2 separate regions of the Anas platyrhynchos genome follow, and region 1 is linked to region 2. Evidence: chromatin contacts called from public Hi-C data. All regions are on one chromosome and are shown on one strand. The core of a region is the stretch at or near the end of the contact, and the rest is flanking DNA. Distances in the headings are between cores, read along the strand shown. Region 1 overlaps WDR59 (WD repeat domain 59). Region 2 holds the start of CFDP1 (craniofacial development protein 1).

Evidence for each region. Hi-C and Micro-C count contacts between places; a contact is called where the count stands out from the background.
Region 1: a Hi-C map of skeletal muscle shows a contact between it and region 2, with 4 times the contacts expected there. The contact joins the enhancer-like site here to the promoter of CFDP1 in region 2. A contact is called at or near these places in 2 of 8 Hi-C or Micro-C datasets (skeletal muscle and subcutaneous adipose tissue).

The regions. Positions count from the first base shown.
Region 1 is chr12:12,954,798-12,957,589 of IASCAAS_PekinDuck_T2T, forward strand. WDR59 (WD repeat domain 59) reads right to left here. Exons shown (of 29, transcript XM_072044034.1): 23 at 2,334-2,415; 24 at 1-80. Among named protein-coding and RNA genes, the nearest start is that of FA2H, 10 kb to the left of the region's middle. Within about 2 kb of position 1,459, at least 3 of the 8 cell types and tissues checked have an H3K27ac peak or open chromatin away from gene starts, as enhancers often do.
Region 2 is chr12:13,075,251-13,078,140 of IASCAAS_PekinDuck_T2T, forward strand. It overlaps CFDP1 (craniofacial development protein 1), which reads right to left and starts at 1,379. Exons shown (of 7, transcript XM_027465748.3): 1 at 1,221-1,379; 2 at 1,002-1,107; 3 at 239-449. The coding sequence starts at 1,281. It overlaps TMEM170A (transmembrane protein 170A), which reads left to right and starts at 1,497. Exons shown (of 3, transcript XM_027465749.3): 1 at 1,497-1,661; 2 at 1,794-2,000; 3 at 2,279-2,890. The coding sequence starts at 1,547. The coding sequence ends at 2,409.

The DNA.
Region 1 (2,792 bases), core at 209-2,708, 120 kb before region 2:
TGTGCCCAAGGTATCTCCAAATCTGGGTCAGACTTCGGTCCAAGACAGAGATCAGTGGCTACCATGGCCAGCGACCAAACCTGGCAGACAGGAAGGAAAAACATCAAAGCTACAATTAGAAACAGCCAGACTGCGAGGGTATAGGTGTGCACAGATTCACTCGCAGATAAATATGAATGGCATTTTTTTTACTTATTGTGTTTTAAAACCAAGAGGGAGCAGTTCCAGCCCCAGTGTGACAAATTATATCAAGAATAACACACAGCTGATGCCTTCCCTGTCCCAGCTGCTTTAAGACTGGGTTAAACCATAGACTATTCTTCCTCAGAGTTTACCAGGAGAGTTTACACAGACCTGTTAGTTCACTTTATGTTCACAAACCACAAAAGGGTTTAAATTTGATAAAGTACTTTCTCACATGCCATGTTTCTTCTTCATTCACCTCCCTTTACTTTACTCTGGAATCAGTTCCCCCTTTTCAGTCTCCATCCCACTGATGGCATACGACTGCATCAAATCTAGGACTGGTTTTTGTGCTGTGCCTTTTTAAAATGGAGCAGGTAAAACATGATATGCCAGGGAAAATCAAAGTTGTTGGTTGGGCATAAAAAAAACAGGAAAGGAAAGAGAGTGTGATGCTGGAAAGACAACAAATCAGAGGAGACAACCAGAGCTGATGGCACAGGAGGATGGTGGGGACAAAGCTCCAAGTACCCAGAAGAGCAGCCAGCAAGCATAATCCTACAGCTGCTCACTGTGAGCTGGAGAGAAACTGAGCAAAGAAACTGAAACAAGGACAAGAAACTAAGTACAAGACAGCACAGAAAGGAACCTGGAAAGATGTCATTTCCCACACTGCTACAGAGCAAGTCTCCTATGTAACTGCACTGCTCACGGCTCCATGAATGCCATGAACAAGGCAAGCTGCAACAGGTTGGAGTTACACGAGTGTCCTGGTTTCAGTTAGGACAGAGTTAATTTTCCTCCTAGTAGCTGGTAGGGTGCTGTGTTTTGGCTTAGGATGAGAAGAGTGCTGATAACACCCCGATGTTTTAATTGTTGCAGAGCAGTGCTTACACCAAGCCAAGGACGTCTCAGCTCCTTGCTCTGTCCTGCCAGCGGGCAGGCTGGGGGTGCAGCAAGAGCTGGGAGGGGACAGACCCAGGACAGCTGACCCAAACTGGCCAAAGGGGTATTCCGTACCGTATGGGGTCGTGCTGAGAAATATATAGGGGTGGCTGGACTGCTTGGGGGTAGACTGGGCATCGGTCAGTGGGTGGTGAGCAATTGCATTGTGCATCACTTGTTTGTACACGTTATTAGTAGCAGTACTATTATCGTCATTATTGTTATTATTATTATTATTGTTACTGTTATTTCCCTGTCTAAATAAACTGTCTCTATCTCAACTCCCAGGCTTCACTTTCCCTTTTCTCTCCCCCATCCCACAGAGGAAGGTGGGAGGGTGAGCGAATGGCCGTGTGGTGTCTAGCTGCCGGCTGGGTTAAACCACAACAACGGGCCAGGGAATAAGAAAGCAAGAAAAAGGTATCAGAAAAGTCCTACTGAAGTTACTCCACCAAAGCTCTGCTCCTCCAGGCAAACCAGGCAGCAAAATGAAGCACAGGGGCTACCAGACCTACCTTCTCTCTAGCTGAGCCCACCATGAAGCTAAAAACCTGACAGCAAGACAACAGCTTGAGTTGGTTTCTGCTTACACCAGGTATGGCTCTGGCCATTCCCTGCCCAGAGCTAGGGGGAGCCAAAAGCTCAGGAGAGGTGCAGAGGCTCCTCTGGCAGTGCCAGCCACAGCCAGCTCCTATCAAAAGCTCTGCCTGTTGCTGTGGGCTGATCACACGGCAAGGGACTGGCCAAAATGGGCATTTTTCTCCAATTACTCGTTGAAGCTGGGGTCTCTGGGCTCAGGCTCTTCTTGGGGAGAAGCCAGCTGCACGTAGTGCCAGTGCGGACGAGTGCTGAGCTAATTACAACGGGAATGATTACGTAAGGCAAAACCACCGATGAAAATACGAGCAGCAGCCAGGCAGCTTTGTGCACAGTTACTTCCTCTGCAGGCTCAAAAACGGGCTGCATCCCCAGCTCTGCCTGCAGGAACCCCCTGAAACGTGTGCAGGACCCTGCTGGCAGCCCTGGGGAGGGACCTCTCGATGCCAAGAGCGAGGAGATAGAGAGCACCCCTGCAGCTGGTTCACAGGCCTCGGTTTGTTGAACATTTCAGGCTCCCTGGAAGAAGTGCTGAGCCCAGCTGGCTGTTCGGGTATCGAGGTGACAGCACAAGCAGTTTGAGAAAGAGGTCTGAACCAACACAATACCTGCACGAGATCCCTCCGTCCAACAGCCAAGGCGGAGGCAGCATTCTTCTGGCAGGTCTCCTGGATATTGTTCACATTCAGTCTGAAAAGCAAGCGGACAGATGAGCTCAGCGAGCAGTCCGGAACCTGCTGATCAATCTGAAACTGCAAGCACGACGAGGATCCCATCCTGCCCTCTGCTGTTCTCCAGGGATCACTGCCATCCTCCTGCCAACCCCACCCTTCACCTTCCCTAGCACACTGCTAATTTATCAGGCTCCAAACTAGCTTGGTCCCAAGACACCACTTCCACGAGGATGTGGGATCCAACTTGTGGCAGAACACCACCAAGCCAAGAGTCGTGTGGTCCTGTTCCCAGCCAGCCTGCTGCCCTGCTCTGCTCGACTGCAGGGACCCAGCTGCGGACTTGGACTCTTGGAATTTCTGCTGCTGAAGATCTTACAGCAAATCGAAAAGGCT
Region 2 (2,890 bases), core at 129-2,628:
CTTATGAGCATCTCCAAAAAAATCAGCGCCATCAGACTGTAGACCTCCCTGTCTGGAAGACCACCAGCTGCATATGTTTTGCCCATGGTGGGGCTCCAGACTTATAAGATGGATGGGGCAGGAGCAAATCCATCCCCTCCACCAGCCAGAACCAGCACTTCCCAACTTCAGCCCCTTCCCACACACATCTGTGAGGAATGCCATTTATAACACATCCCCTCGGTGAAGGCCCCGGTACCTTGTCAGCTTGCGTGGCCACCGCTGCTTTGGGCTTCTGTCCCACATCGCTAAGGAAGCTGGCCCAAAGCGCGTCCTCTTTCTTTTTCTCTTCTTCTTCCCTGTCTTTTTCTGCCTGCTTCAAGTCGTCCACCTCCTCCTCTTCACTTTCCTGAGCCTTGCCTTCCTCTTTCTCATCGGGCTCTAGCACGAGGCCTCCTTTCTTCCTCTTCCTGGAAGCAGACACCCAAAAAACCGCACTGAGACCCTGCAGCACCACCCCAGACACCAAACTTAGTTGGGCAAAACAATACAGACGCCCCGTATTCTGGCTACAGCACCCTGGGAGGCTTCCCCTAACCTCGGAGGGGGTGAGCTGGTTAATTACAGGCCTGCCCTGATCAGAAATGACAGTAATTAGGTGGAAAACGTGGTGAGAAGCCCTAAATGGGGCTTATAGGGGGGCATACAGTGTGGGCATACAGGTGGATCGTGGAGGAACCTCCAGGTGAGGAGGCCTTAAATATGCCTTATATGTATGGTTTTAGGATGCCCAGATGAAAAACTGCTTAATTAAGGGCATTATTAACGGATCTAATCAGCCCCTGGTGAGGGTCCCGAGGCTTCCCACCCTTTTAACCCCCAGCCCCGAGCCATAACACGCACCAAAACGAGGCATTTCTCCTCACCGAGCATCCTTCCAACCACAAACCCTCGCGGAGCACCGCACAGCGCCAAAAACAAGCCAAATTTCGGTGAATTCCCCGTCACGGCCGCGTCCCTACCTGGCTGCGGGCCGGCGGGGGCTGCTCCTGCCGCGGGCTGCCCGGGGCCGCGCCTCCTCCTCCTCCTCCAGCAGCTCGCCGCCCTCATCCTCGCTGTACTCCGCGCCTGCGGGCACAACCGGCAACGCACCGCGCTCGTTAGGCCCCCCGGCGATTAATTAAGCTCCCCGGTGATTAATTAAGCTCCCCTAACCAGCCCCGGCCCGGCGGGAGGCTCACCCGAGGGCACGTAGTCCTCGTCCTCGGCCGAGCTGTACGCCTCCTCCTCACAGCCCGACATGGAGCCGCCGGTAACCACCGAGAGCCGCCGCCGCCGCCAGAGCGCCGCCCCCGCCGCCGCCGCCGCCCTCCAGCGCCCCCTAGAGGGGAGGACCCCGCTGTCCGCCCTGGAGGGAAGCCCGGCCCGCAGCCCCTCCGCTTCCGGGTGGCGCCCCGCAGCCGTTGCCATGGCAGCGCGGTGCTGGTTGGTGGATGGAGGTGCCTGTCAGCGCGCTGCGCTCTCCTATTGGTCGAGGCGGGGGGAGGAGGGAGGGGCTGGTGAAGCGATGGAGGGCGGCGAGGCGAGCGGCGGGCTGCTGCAGCAGATCCTCAGCCTGCGCTTGGTGCCGCGCTCCGGTAACGGCACCGCCGCCTACTCCAACCCGCTGGCGGCCTTCTCAGGTACGGACACAACCGAGAACGGGGCTGGGAGCCGGGCCCGGCCTTCCCGGGGGGCCGCTGGAGGCCGCTGGGCCTACCTCGGGCCTAGCCCGGGCCTGCCCGGCCCCGCCATGACGCGCCGTCCCCCCGCAGAGATGTGGTACGGGGTGTTCCTCTGGGCGCTCGTCTCCTCGCTCTCCTTCCACGTCCCCGCCGCCCTGCTCGCCCTCTTCACGCTGCGGCGCCACAAGTACGGCCGCTTCATGTCGCTGGGCCTGCTGCTGATGGGCATCGTGGGACCCATCACCGCCGGCATCCTCACCAGTACGGCACCGGCCGCTTTGGGCAAAAAACACCCAGGTTTGGGGGCTGTGTAAAAAATGGGCCGTGTCTGTGGGCTGGCTCATCGTGGTTTGGAGCCAGAGGCTGCCCCCAGACAGCTCAGCACCTCACGGGGGGCTTGGCAGAGCTCTGCCAATGCTTTTCTCCATTAATCCCCGTTGCCAGCCACATTCGTTGCCTGGTGGATAAGATTTATCACATATCCAGCCCGCTGGGCTGTAGCCCCCTCCCCGTGGCACAGCCGTGTGTTTTCCACGCCACGCAGTAACCTTTCTGCTTTCTCCCCCTCTCCGCAGGTGCTGCCATCGCAGGAGTTTACAGAGCCGCAGGGAAAAACATGATTCCCTTCGAAGCCCTCATTTTAGGCGTGGGTCAGACGTTCTGTGTGGTGGTGGTTTCGTTCCTACGGATTTTAGCCACTCTCTAGCTTTCTTTCGGATGTTAGCGCTTGAAAATGGAAGGGACTCCAAAGACCTGCCCCACTCCTGGGCTCTGTGAATCGAGTAACAAGGGAGCGCAACTCGAGGGGTGCCTCAGTGTGCGCTTCCTCCCCTGCTCGAGGCCGTGTGAAGGCTTTCTGCCTCCAGGCTGGTGGCAGAGCCTGATCTGAAGGGCTATGTGCCACAAACGTGCACTGGAGAACGTGCTTTCTGTAACTTCTGTTGCTCGTGTGCCACCGTAACGGCTGGGCTAGCTCCCCCTGGCACTGCTCAACCTGTGCCACCGATCCGGAGCAAACAGCTGCAAGCAACGCCCAGCTGCTTCCTGGCTAAAATGTTCCACTAAAGGGGTCCCTGGTCTGCTTTAGAAATTAAGATGAGATTTAATTTTGTTACATTTTCGTAACACTAAGTGCCAAGTGAAACTTTATTTCCCTGGGGGAGGCTCAGCTACCTTCTCCAGGTGAC